Linked DNA regions of Sus scrofa: all the other regions are linked to region 3. A link is a contact called in public Hi-C and HiChIP or PLAC-seq data. All regions are on one chromosome and are shown on one strand. The core of a region is the stretch at or near the end of the contact, and the rest is flanking DNA. Distances in the headings are between cores, read along the strand shown.

The links. A called contact is a pair of places that touch in the nucleus more often than the background predicts. HiChIP or PLAC-seq counts read pairs in DNA pulled down with a chosen protein or histone mark.
Region 1: a contact with region 3 is called in a Hi-C map of skeletal muscle, with 2.3 times the contacts expected there. The contact joins the promoter of SNRNP70 here to the promoter of FTL in region 3. A contact is called at or near these places in 1 of 5 promoter capture datasets (liver), 12 of 47 Hi-C or Micro-C datasets (alveolar macrophages, embryonic fibroblasts, epiblast stem cells and 5 more) and 2 of 2 datasets of contacts at active chromatin or transcription factors (alveolar macrophages and skeletal muscle).
Region 2: a contact with region 3 is called in an H3K27ac HiChIP or PLAC-seq map of alveolar macrophages. The contact joins the promoter of PPP1R15A here to the promoter of FTL in region 3. A contact is called at or near these places in 10 of 47 Hi-C or Micro-C datasets (blood, embryonic fibroblasts, epiblast stem cells and 5 more) and 2 of 2 datasets of contacts at active chromatin or transcription factors (alveolar macrophages and skeletal muscle).

The regions. Positions count from the first base shown.
Region 1 is chr6:54,285,655-54,289,676 of Sscrofa11.1, forward strand. SNRNP70 (U1 small nuclear ribonucleoprotein 70 kDa) reads left to right here and starts at 2,700. Exons shown (of 10, transcript XM_021094709.1): 1 at 2,700-2,922; 2 at 3,679-3,835. The coding sequence starts at 3,689. It also overlaps a transcript of NTF4 not described here.
Region 2 is chr6:54,169,548-54,173,940 of Sscrofa11.1, forward strand. PPP1R15A (protein phosphatase 1 regulatory subunit 15A) reads left to right here and starts at 2,491. Exons shown (of 3, transcript XM_005664689.3): 1 at 2,491-2,727; 2 at 3,440-4,393. The coding sequence starts at 3,449. It overlaps PLEKHA4 (pleckstrin homology domain-containing family A member 4), which reads right to left and starts at 1,114. Exons shown (of 21, transcript XM_013998606.2): 1 at 612-1,114; 2 at 67-156. The coding sequence starts at 150.
Region 3 is chr6:54,229,318-54,233,932 of Sscrofa11.1, forward strand. FTL (ferritin light chain) reads left to right here and starts at 1,804. Exons shown (of 5, transcript NM_001244131.1): 1 at 1,804-2,156; 2 at 2,323-2,469; 3 at 2,824-2,949; 4 at 3,130-3,226; 5 at 3,229-3,439. The coding sequence starts at 2,055. The coding sequence ends at 3,281.

The DNA.
Region 1 (4,022 bases), core at 1,450-3,949, 57 kb after region 3:
AAAGTCTACTGGGATCTGCATCGTCTGGGAGCTATAGCTCGATTCAACCCCTAGCCTGGGAACCTCCATATGCTGCGGGTGCGGCCCCAAAAAGCCAAAAAAATAAAAATAAAATAGCAAATAATGTTACACACCTTATTTGAATCTCACCAATATTCCACTAATGTTCTTTCTTTCTTTCTTTATATTTTATTTATTTTTATTTATTTATTTATTTTTGTCTTTTTGCCATTTCTTGGGCTGCTCCCGCGGCATATGGGAGGTTCCCAGGCTAGGGGTCTAATCGGAGCTGTAGCTGCCGGCCTATGCCAGAGCCACAGCAACTCGGGATCCGAGCCGCATCTGCGACCTACACCACAGCTCACGGCAACGCCAGATCATTAACCCACTGAGCAAGGGCAGGGATCAAACCCGCAACCTCATGGTTCCTAGTCGGATTCGTTAACCACTGCACCACGACGGGAACTCCCTATATTTTATTTCTTTTTTTTTTTTTTTGGTCTTTTTTAGGGCCGTTCCTGCGGCATATGGAGGTTTCCCAGGCTAGGAGTCTAATCAAAGCTGTAGCCGCCAGCCTATGCCAGAGCCACAGCAACTGGGATCCAAGCGCGTCTGCAACCTACACCACAGCTCACGGCAACGCCAGATCCTGAACCCACTGAGCAAGGCCAGGGATCGAACCCACAACCTCATGGTTCCTAGTTGGATTCGTTAACCACTGAGCCATGATGGGAACTCCTGTTCTTTTTTTTTTTAAAGAATGCAAATTAGGTCTGTCTGTCTCTTGATCAAAACCCATTAGTAACTTCCTATTTCATTTCCAATAAAATCTGCCCTCTCTCTCATGGAACGCTTTATTCAGGCAAGGATCCGCAATGGCTGCTACAACCAGGATAAGAGGAGCTTGGGAACAGTAGCAAAGTCCCACTGCTCAGATTACCAAGGAGAATATGTACCTTTGCCAGGAGAGATCTGGTAGCTGGCACCCTGACCAGGTGACTAACTCAGCATCATAATACCAGGACCATCTGACATCAGGCACTTCCAGATGTGATGAAATACCAGACATGATGCAATACAAAGTCTGCAGTATCACCCGAGTAATGTTCTTGCCAAAAATGTTCAATATCAGTCTATGAAAACCTTTAGACTCAATTTCCAGTTTATGGGCAAAATGGGGATAGTGGAATGAACTAAATTCCACGAGGAAATAATCAGACAAAGTCAGAATGCAGGACATAGGACTGCACACCAAACTCGGGGGAAAACAACAACATAACGCAGTGTGTGTGTGTGTGTGTGTGTGTGTGTGTGTGTGTGTGTGTGTGTCTATTCTATGTTAAAGAGGCGAGAGAGACATGATAACCAAATAAACGCGTGAACATTGACTGGCTCCTGTTTCAGATTAAGATAGAGTTCTCATGAGTCAACTGGGAAAATCTGAATAGGGGCTGGATAAACTTTCTAAGAGGTGAAAATAGCTGTGTTGTTGGGCAGAGGATGCCATTATTCTTAGGAGACATGCTGAAGCATTTAGAGGTGCAGTGTCTCAGCCATTTACTATCCAATGGTACTAAAAAAAAATACATTATTATTAGCTTTATTTTTCTTCAAACTTTTTATTTTGAAGTAATTTTAGAATTATGGAAAAGTTCCAAAAAATAGTGCAGAGTTCCCACATACATATACACAGAAAGCAAACGTGTCTATGTATACGTTATCTGTTTTTTAAGCCATGCCCATGGCATGTCGATGTGCCCTGGCCAGAGGTGGCACCTGCTCCACATCAGCAACCCAAGCCAATGCAGTAACAATGCTCATTCTTAACTTGCTGCGCCACGAGAGAACGCTTCAGGATATTTTTTTTAAGTAGCATGATATTAGCCATTTAAATTTTGTAGTAATTTCTGTAATTATTATCAAACAGGCAATTGAATCTATTCCCCAAACTTCAAATATTTTAACTTCTTACAGGTCTACAGGGCCCTAAATAATCCGCCAGCTCTCTGCTCTCTCAGCCAACATGAGATTCCCACTTTCCGCCCCAATTCAGGACCTTTGCACTTGCTGTTAAACCCGCCCAGATCTCCCTTCCATCAGTCTCCTTCTCCAGAAGGACCTAGTTCTAAAATAACCCCTCTATCCCCGCCCATTCCCGTACTCGGCCCTATTTTTCTTTACTGTGTTGGCCACCGTCCGAAATTTATCTTTTTAAGTGCCTTTATTGTCTCCCTCAGTACAATGTAAGCTCCAAAAAGGAAAAGACTTCGCTTCAGTCGCATGGTATATCGCCAGAGCCCAAACAACGCCACGCACACATTGGGCGCTCAATGAACAGTTACTGATTTCCTAGGTTAAGGAATCACACTGTTCACGTAGGAACTCTTTGCCAGGCGGCGGAAGGATATTTCAGTGTGAAAGACGTTACAGGCATGCGCGCAAGATCCGGGAAGTGTGTAAGAAAAGGCGTGGAGCATCAAGAGTCTCGCGGACAGAGGCAGTTGGAGCCCTGAGCGCGAGGTGAAAGGGGACCGCTTGGGGCGGAGCGCGCGTGCGCACTGTGACCTTCATCCCGCCGCGGCAAAGGAGTTTAAGGTGCCGGAAGGCGGGGTAGTGGCCTCGCGCGTGCGCAGTGCTCGCAGCGGCGCCAAGGTTCCTGTGTGTGGGTTGCACTTGACTCGCGCGGCGCGTGCGCAATAGGGTCGGCGGAGGGATTTGAGGCTGGTTCCACCCCTTGCCCCTGTCGCGAGCCGAGGCCGCGCGGGCTCGTGAGCTGTGGCCTGGTGCGCGCGCTGGGCGGGCGACAGAGACTGAGAGACGCGGTCGCCGTCTGAGTCGAAGCTAGAGCTAGAGTACCTGCTGCTGTGGGGCCGCCGCGAGCCCCTGGACCGTCGCCAGGCCGAGGAGGGCGCCGCGCGGCGGGTGAGTATGACTGAGTGGCCTTACCGGGTGCGGGGCCGCTACCCACAAGCCCCTGCGGTGGATCCCAGTCCCTTCCCCGGGGCCGGGCAGTCTTCCCGCGCCACCGCCACCACAGAACCTTTTTGCACGCCTTACCCAGAGTTCTCCGGTCACTTAGGCTTTTTCCATAGTCCCCCTCCCCCGCCCTCAGCGGTCACTTACCCACAGGCCTTTGCGCTGTGTTGCCTTTTTTCGTCCTCGCTTCCCTTCCGTCCTGGACCCTTACCCACAATCCACTTCGCCTGCGGGGCCTAGATCTATTACCCACAACCCCCTGGCTTGAGAGGTTTGCTGTTTATGACTGACCCCTTCTCCTGATCAGAGACCTCTTGCGGTCCTCCCCCTATAACCTTTTATCCAAGGTGCGGGACCACCAGCCGCCACGGCCCTAGACCTCCTTCCTCGGGATCCTTGATGCCCCACAAGCCCCCAGGGACCTTCAGCCCCGCAGTTCCTTGCTCAGGACTTCACTGCTCGGAAACCTGTTTTCAGTCTTTGTTTCTCTTCTCTTGCCCTCCCCCTCCCCTCCCGTTCACACAGCCCTCCCTCTAGAATCTGCTTGCCCCTGTGATTAAGGATCGATCGCGCTCTGTGTCCTTACAGGAGACTTTGAGATTTTTGTCCGTGTTTCTCTCTTTTCTTGGGAGGCAAGGGATTGATAGGGGCTTCATCTCCCCAGCCCACCCTAACATAAGATGGTCCTGCTTCTGCTCTCAGACTTGGCACGATGACCCAGTTCCTGCCGCCCAACCTTCTGGCCCTCTTTGCTCCCCGTGACCCCATCCCATACCTGCCACCCCTGGAGAAACTGCCACATGAAAAACACCACAATCAACCTTACTGTGGCATTGCGCCCTACATCCGAGAGTTTGAGGTGAGTTCACTGAAGAGGCTTGGAGTGGGCTGGATCGGGGAGTCTGGTCTCTGGCGATTTTCTAGCTGTGTGATTGAGGAAGGTGGCTTTTATCCTGTTTCCCTGTCTTAGATTGGTAACACAGCCCTTGTAGGGCTTTTGTGAAAATTCAGTAACTACCAGTTGAGGATTCAGACTCTCGAGTTAG
Region 2 (4,393 bases), core at 1,241-3,740, 59 kb before region 3:
GGGGCGACCCAGAGCTGCCCCCCGCCCCTGCCCCATTCCTCCCCAGCCCCACCAAGAAGCTCAAACCTTGGTGCTCAGGCTGCCGAGCGAGGAGATGGTAGAGGCGCTGCTGGCCAGGCTGAGGCTGCTCCGAGGTCTGCCCTCCTCCATCAGGGGCTGGGGACAGAAAGAAAGGGGCTGTGTGCGCCACTCTGCAGATGACCCGGCTGGGGACAGAGACAGGGTCAGGGGCTTGCAGGTCGGAGGAGGCTGAGGAGAAAGAGCCTGTTGTTTGGGGCCTGGGGGGCTGGGGGAGGCCCTGGCCTGGAGACCACATACCAACAGTGATGCCAAGAGAGGTGGGCGGCGCTGGCAGCTGTGGGGAGGGGGGCAGCTGTCTACAGCCCGAGACAGAGAATAGGGGCCCCTTTATTCATGCCCCCTGCACTCTGGCCAGGAATTTGACCCTCACTGTGTTGCTCAAGACCCCCCCCATCCCCTGCCTCTTTCCGGTGCCCCCAGCTACCTGTCTCCTGCACCCCCAAAGGCACACCCAGAACAACCCTGCCAAGGCTCTGGGCACCCAGAATGCACAGCCTGGCAGCCCCTCCCAGCCCAGCCAGGGCACTTACCAGCTCTGGGGTCCCAAGGCCAGAGGGCACAAGAGGGCAGTGTGGGTGCAGGGACCCCCCCCCCAGCCACAGTCCCCCTCCTCTGCCTCTTAGGGGCTGCCTCTCACAGCCTTCCTTGCTCACCTGCTCATTCCCACCCTGTCCGTCTCTTTGTCTCTGCCTCACCCTCTCCCTTCCTTCTATCCCGTCTCTCTCTCTGCAATCTCCCCTCCCGTCCCTCTCGCTGTCTCTAACCTCTGTCTCTTTCCGTCTCTCCCTTACACACCCTCTCGTCCGCAGCTCCCCCACCCCCTATATCACTTTCTGTCCCAGTCTTTCTGTTTCTGTCCAAATCCTCTCCTGGGCTCACAATCTCTTTAAGTCTCCCTTCTGTTCCCTCCCTCTCGCCCTCTCTCTCTCTGGCCCTCCACGTCTGCTGTTTCCTTCTCTCCCGGACGCTCCTTCTCACTGTCTCTCTTCCTCTGCTCTCCCAGTTTCTCTTTCCCCTCTGCTGGTCTTTCCTTCCCCCTGCCAGCCGCCCACGCTGCTGTCCCGGCTCCCAATCCCCGCTGACCCCGCCCCTCTTGGCCTCCCCACCACAGCCTGACCTCTGGCTCAGCTGCCCCCACAGCTGAAGGGAGGGGCTGGGGGCTGGGGGCTGGGGGCTGGGGGCCACCCTCCCACCTCCACCCCACCCATCCACCCACACGCTCTTAGGTCCCTGCTGGACCGGGTCCCATCAAGGCTGAAGCTGGGATTCCTACATGTTTGGAGAAGAGGAGCTGGGCCTGGACTCCAGGACCTGAGGGGGCAGGTTGTGATCGGAAGCCTGGGTGATTGGCGCCTTGGGAATGGAAGGGAGGGGTAGGGGCTCAGACTACTGGGTACCTGACAAAATGTGAGCCAGGAGTCAGGACTTGAGAATGGAGCTGGGGTCTGGAGGTGTGGCTTGCAGTGGATGGGTCCAAGTCCTCCAGAGAAGAGAGGGCGGCCCCCAGATTGCTGGGTTCTGGCAAGAGCAGGGTCAAGTGGCCAGTGGCAATCTCCACCTCAGATCCAGGTGAGAACTCCGGTCTAGACTGAGGATGATGCCCTCTCAGGAGGGAGGCCTGGGTCCTGGGCGTATTTTGAGGTACAGGATTGCAGACCAGGTTGGTGGTGGGGTGCCAGGGACTGAAACCATGTCCTTAGGCCTGGAATTTGGGGCAAAAGACCGCCCCCCCACTCCCTTGATGTTGGTGATACCCAGCTAGAATTTCAATTTGTGTAAGCGGAGGTTCTGTATAAATTTGAAGTAGGTGGAGCCTAGGAGTGGCGCCTTGTGCCTGAGATAGGCACGGGATCTGAGGTTTTGGTCCAGTATTTCTCACCGCGTATTTGTTGAGCACCTACTATGTGTCACGCAGGCAGTGAGCAAAGAAAAGCGCCTGCCTTCAGGGGCCTTACACATTCTCTTTCTCTTTTGCAATGAATATAGACTCCGCTGTGCCCACCCTTGGGCAAGTGATTTCATGCCCAAGACTCAGTTTCCCCATCTGTGAAATGGAAATAATGATACCTTCCCACACCGGATAGGAAGCCGACTGGACTGGAGGGTGGAAGACTCTAGCCTGGGGCCGGCTGGCTAAATTGGGGGCGGGGAGTAACGGCGTTTGCCTGGAACAGAGGTTGAGCTCGCGCGCTCAAAACCTAACCAGTTCATGAGTTTGATTGGCAGCTCGCCTGCTTCAGGGCGTGGCCACGCTCAGAAATACCGCCGTGACGTCATAAAGTCCGGAATCTCCGCGAGAAGTCCAACCTTGTTTTCCGTTTCGTCCATCACGATTACGATTCGAAACCCCGCCTCCTCTCCTGACGTCACCACGTCCGGCTGCGTTTGTGTATAAAAGCGCTGAGGACCGCGTCAACCCTTACGTCCTAAGTGGCTAGCCGGTGTGTTTGTATTTGTTTCTCCGTGTGACCTTGCGCCCATTCGTCGTGACAACGCTTGCAGCAGCCGGTGACAATTTGAGTCCCCGAGCCCGACGCCGGAGGGCGAAATGAACGCTCTGGACTCCCGAGCTGTCCGGAACTGCGATCGCTTGTGGCAGCCCCAGCCGACGCTCCTGCCCCCAGGGTGACGCGCAATCCCGAGCTGGTGAGTTGAGGGGGTCGGAACATCTAGGTTCCTAGGGGTTTGGGGGCGGAGGACTAGAATCCTGGTCAATAACGAGGAGGGAGCTCGAACTTCTGAGTTCCGAGATAGGGGTGTTCGGAGCTCGGACTCCTGTGCCCTAAGGACTCCTGGGAACCTGAACTCCTTTTTCTGGAGAGGTGGGACGAGGCCGGACCCGAGGGCTCGGACTTAGGCAGGAGAAGGAATTGGGAGCTTAGAGTCCTGAGCCGGACAGAGGAAGAGTCTGGGAGCCAGAAGGCACCATCTAGGGATCGGAAGTTTTATGTCTTGGAAGGAGGAGAATGGTGGGCGCCTAATTTTTCAATCCTCAGGAGGATGAGAGAGGCAAGGGACAAGGACTTTGTCCCCAGAGGAAGCAAGCAGAGGACCTGTGTTCTTGCTTCCTGGGACTAGAATTTAATGGGTCAGAGAGGAAATGGGGCTGGGAGCCCTTTGGGCTAAGGAAGGAATGAGTGATGATCCAGACTCTTGGGTGTTGAGAGAGGCTGGGAAACTAGGGACAGAGATGGGTGTGGCTGGGATGAGAAAGGAATGTGGGGCGGGGCCTCTCTGGTTGCTGTTTGTGTTACTATTCGTGTTACTATTTGTGTTGCTATGACTCAAGGTCACTCTCTGATGCTATTCCCTCCATGGCTTCTAAACTCGTTTCCTTTTTTTTCTCCCTTTTCCCCAGCAGACAAAGATGGCCCCAGGCCAAGTGCCCCACCAGCCTGCCCCCTGGAGGGCTACCCACTCCTTTCTCCTGTCCCCGCTGATGGGCCTTCTCAGCCGGGCCTGGAGCCACCTGAGGGGCCCAGGCCCTCCAGAGCCCTGGCTAGTGGAGGCAGTAACCAGGGCAGACGCGGGAGAACCTGGCCTGGAGGGAGACACAAAGGCTTCTCTGGCCACCCAGCCACAAGAAGAGCCTGGAGAGAGGAGAGCAACTGAGGAGGATGAAGAAGCATCCTGGGGGAGCTACCCTGACCTGGAAGCCAAGTGTTTGCTTTTGGAAACCTGGGGACTTTCAGATGATGAGCGTGGTGGGGAAGCAGCAACCCGCGTCCCTAGAGAGCCCGGAAGTGAATTTATGGATGGCCTTCCTGCTCCCCTGTCCCCCAGCCTTCTGATGAGAGCCCAGCAGGACGTTCCTGGGGAGGAAGAATCTCAGGAAGAAGCAGTTACTGAAGATAAAGACATAATCACCTTCGCTTTTCCTCTGTCACACTGGGAGGGTTGTCCAGGTGTGGCAGTGGAGGAGGAGGAGGAGGCTGGAGAAGCTGTAAATAAAGAAGCTCCTAGAACATCTACCTCCCCCTCAGCTCCAGGACCCCAGCCCCGCTCCTGGGTGTGCTGCGCAGTGGAAGGAGCCACAGAGGAAGAAAGAACAGAGAACAAAGCAGCCACGAAGCCCTCCACCTGCCCCTCATCCCTCGGTTCCCACCCCGGGGCCTGGGAGTGTTGTTCAGGGGAGGAGCCTGAGGAGGAGGAGGACAGAAAGGTGGAGAAACGAGAGGCTGGCCCAGAGCCCCACTCCGCAATTCTAGCCCAGAGCCCCCTGCTCGGGACCCGGCAGCATCAGTCCAGGGAGATCTCAGAGGAGGAAGATGAAGAGAAGGATGAGGACAGGGATCTGGGGGCAGCCGAGGGC
Region 3 (4,615 bases), core at 554-3,053:
GGAGCCCAGGGAGACCATCACGGGCACTAAAAAGACAGTAAGACTCGGAGACAAAAGCACAGGCCATACAGTGCCTTGGGGGAGGGGGCCAGACTTGGGGCCCAGCCAGGCCTAGCTCCCAGGGCCCTGGCCCAGGCTGCAGCCACCCCCGTGGAGATGAGGTCAGCGAGCCGGTCCCACCCCGCTCCTCTGCCGGCGCCCCTTCCTGCGCTGAGTTCAGCATGACTCAGCATGGCTGCTCTCCTGGCCACTGGCCCAGGCACCCCTGGAGGACCCCAGATACCAGCCTGGCTGGAGCCCCCTTGATCAGGGGGTGCCCTGCCTGGGCTGCTTGGAAAGGCTTCTCCGCGAGGCAGGCCCAGACCTCCCCCACCCGACGACCCCCAGCAGTTCCAGCTCCCCTGTCCCAGCCTCCAGCTGCCTGCATTAAGGGCGCCTAAATAGGGTCAAGTTCCTGTCTTTGTTTCTCCTTTCTCCCAACAACAAGGAGCTCCTTGAAGGCAAGAATCTTGGTATGAGCTGGCACTGCCACCCAGGCACCAACCTGGACCAGACACAATTTTAAAATGTCCCTTAGTTAAAGACAGACATCCCAGCCACCAGTCCTCAGCACCTGTCTCTGATCTTTTTGTTTGTTTCTTAGGGCTGGCACCTGTGGCATATGGAAGTTCCCAGGCTAGGATGTGAATCAGCTACAGCTGTGATCCGAGCTGGGTCTGCGACCTACACCACAGCTCAGGGCAACGCCAGATCCTTAACCCACTGAGCGAGACCAGGGACCGAACCTGAAACCTCATGATTCCTAGTTGGATAGTTTCTGCTGCGCCATGATGGGAACTCCCCCACCTCTGTGATCTTGAAGGAGCATGTGTCAGGCAAGACAGAGGCAGCTTCAGAGAGATTGCTTTGGAGCCAGGATATGCAACCTCAGAGAAACCTCCAAAGTTCCAATGTCCTTTCACCCCTTTCCATCTCAGCTCCCACAAAAACAGTGGGCTTTCAAAAAACCCCACAGGATTCCAAGTGGCCCAATCTTTTGAGGGCTCCCAAAGGGCTCTCCAAGAGCCCCCACCTCTTTAAGAAGATCCCACTAGGCTTCCAGAAACATCCCTCTCCCTTATTCCCAGGCTGAATCCCAGGGCTCTCCAACTGTCTCTTTTAATCTTGCAGATCACCTCAAGGGCCCAAGACTTCCCCCTGGAAGTTTCCATAAAAATAGGGACTTCCATGGTCTTCCGAATTCACTTTTGAGTGAACCCCAAGTCTCCAGGTGCCCCAGCCAACCCATTTCACAGAGAGCACCCTAAGTATCTAGAAATATCTCACAGCCTTCCAAACTTCCCAATGATCGAGGGCCCCCCCCAACCCGACCCCTTATCTCCCAGGGCAACCCCACTCCTCTGGACGTTTCTGCACCTCTGAGGAACCCCCAGGGCTCCAGAAAAGTCCTCGCTCTGACACAACCCCCGCATCCAACCTACTTTCCTGAGACATCCTCAGGAACCAAGAATCATTATTTTCCAGGGCTCCCAGTGCTCTCACTAATCTTTCACTACCAGGAAGTACCCCTAGAATTCTCTCACTTCCCAGATTTAGTCCCAGAACCCTTGCTCCCCATGAAACCCCCCATCCCGCGATTTCTCCTTTCACAACAACCTCGCGCTCAGAGCGCGTGACTTCCCTACCTCCGGGCGGGAGGCTGGGGCTCCTATCTGCTCCTGATTGGTCACGAGCGAGCTCCAAGTCCAGCCTCCCGCCCCCGCAGATTGGCTGACTCCTCTCCCCGACCGCCCCACTGCTCAGGTTCCCCGCGCGCTATAAAAGGAGCCGCCCTGGCCACAAACTCGCAGTGTGCTCGGCGGTCCCCCGGATCTGTCTCTTGCTTCAACAGTGTTTGGACGGAACAGACCCAGGGACGCCCCTTGCTCCAGCCTCCGACTACCCTCCAACCTTTTTTCCAGTCGCAACCTTCGGACTCCGCCTCTCAGCTATCTTCAGTCTCCGGGACCAGCCAACACCATTTTTTGAGCTTAGCTCCTTATTGCCGACCAGCCATGAGCTCCCAGGTTCGTCAGAATTATTCCACCGAGGTGGAGGCCTTCGTCAACCGCCTGATCAACATGCATCTGCAGGCCTCCTACACCTACCTCTCTCTGGTAAGGGTCCCCAAGATGCCCCCGGCCCAAGTTTCCCTTAGCTGCGCACCTCTGACCCTCTGCGCACGCGCTGGCCTTCTTTGTCCCACTGTGTAGTTGGAAGGCGGAGTCCGCAAGCCCGGCCTCGCCTCCGGCTAACCATTGTTCACGCCTTCTCTTCCCGCAGGGCTTCTATTTCAACCGCGACGATGTGGCTCTGGAGGGCGTGAGTCATTTTTTTCGCGAATTGGCCGAGGAGAAGCGCGAGGGTTCGGAGCGTCTCTTGAAAATGCAAAACCAGCGCGGTGGCCGCGCCCTCTTCCAGGACGTGCAGGTAAACAGTGTGAGCAGCGGACTACGATTCCCAGCGGCCCCTGCGCTTGAAGCCCTTTGACCAGGGCTGTTCAGGCACGGCGTAGGCTTCTGGGAGATGGAGTTCAGTTTTGTGTGGGTGGTTGTATTACAGCTGGAAACGGAGGCGGGTTCAGTTCCCCCACGAAGTGGCGGTCCAGACCGCAGCGTGTGGTATCCTGGAGCGTAAGGTTGTGAGACACTGAGGGTGATCGATTTAAGCTCTTAGACGTTTTTTCGGCTTAAGCCCTAACTCCCGTCACTACTGGGAAATTAGTTTTTAGTCCTTTCCAGCGTGTGCGTGGTTAGTACTGAGCGGTCTCTGCCTTCCGTATAGAAACCATCTCAAGATGAGTGGGGTAAAACCCAGGACGCTATGGAAGCCGCCCTTCACTTGGAGAAGGGACTGAACCAGGCTCTTGTGGATCTGCATGCGCTGGGTTCTGCCCGCGCAGACCCCCACGTGAGTATCTCCATTTTCTCCCTATCCATCCCAAGACCTTTCCTGGCAGGAAGCCTGCATCTTGAGTTAATAGTTAACCTTGGCCACGTTTGATTGGGCTCATTGCCTTCTGAGCCTCCCTCCCCCATCCATCACATTGTTAGATTTACAAATGGTAACATTTTCTCTTCTATCACTCAGCTCTGTGACTTCCTGGAGAACCACTTCCTGGATGAGGAGGTGAAGCTCATCAAGAAGATGGGCGACCACCTGACCAACCTGCGCAGGCTCTCTGGTCCCAGGCTGGGCTGGGCGAGTACCTCTTCGAAAGGCTCACACTCAAGCACGACTAGGAATCTCTGGAGCCCAGGGGCCTTGGAGGCGCTCCTCTGGTGCCTGGGCTTCTGCCGGAAGCCCCTTTCTGCAGCCACGAGGCACCATTCTTAACCACCCTGGAGCCCTCTCCCAAGTCTTGGACCAAATGGAAACAATAAAAGCTTTTTGCAGCAGATCGTTTTGGTTTTGTATGTGTAATGGGGGAAATAAGAGGTGGGATCTACTGTCACAAAGCTTCTGGCCCGAGAGAGAAGGTGCTGTGTCTTTTAAGGCAAGATGGCAGTAGCAGATTCTCGCTTTGGGGGGCTGTCATCTTACTCCAACTAGATAGTAGAGCCCAGATTCCAGGGAGGGTCTACTTAGACCTGGGCTTGGTAGATAACAGTAGCTGGAAACTGGTTCAGATGAGTGATTATGTTGCCAGGCACTGCCACCCTCTGAAAGTACTGACTCAATCTTGAGAGGTTAAGGAGGACTGAGCTTCTTTATTAAATGGGTGAATTGAGACAATTAACTAAATCGGCCATGGCAACCAGGGAGCACACCCAGGTCTGGCCTAAGGCTGCTTGGAGATCCTTATTATATGGGTGAGTGGAGGCAATTGTTTTTTTTGTCTTGCCTTTTCTAGGGCCACACCCGCAGCATATGGAGGTGTCCAGGCTAGGGGTCTGATCGGAGCTGTAGCAGCCGGCCTACACCACAGCCACAGCAACTAGGGATCCAAGCCACATTTGCGACCCACACCACAGCTCATGGCAACGCTGGATCCTTAACCCACTGAGTAAGGCTGGGGATGGAACCCAGGGATCGAAGCCACAACCTCATGGTTCCTAGTCAGATTCGTTAACCACTGAGCCACGATGGGAACTCCTAGGCAATTACTCTAAATTGCCCATAGCAACCAGGGGGCACCCCCAGGTCTGACCTCTTAAGATCTGCCTCGCAGATCCAAGGCAACTCTATGTAAAACCTGACTCACTTCTGAGCAGCTGGGGGCACGTGATATGAAAGAGGAACTGAGCTAAAGCTGCTGGCTCAGCACAGAAACAGAATGTGAAATTGTCCAAATGGCAACTGGAGAGCTTAGCAGGCAACCGCTGGGTCCATCCTGTTTTTGGTAGGTGAAATGGCCACTGGATATCAGTTCTTTTGTGGGCTCAGCACCAAGCCTGGTGATTCTGGTGGGGGAGGGGACTTCTGTGTCTGGCAAAGACAGTGGCCAAGGGGAAGGATGATCACATGTCCAAATTCTAACAATCGAGCTTTTGACTCCCCTGAAAAGCAACTGGTTCAGAGGGAAGACTAGGACTGAGATTTTTTTCTCAGAAGCAAGAGTCATTCAGAGAAGAGA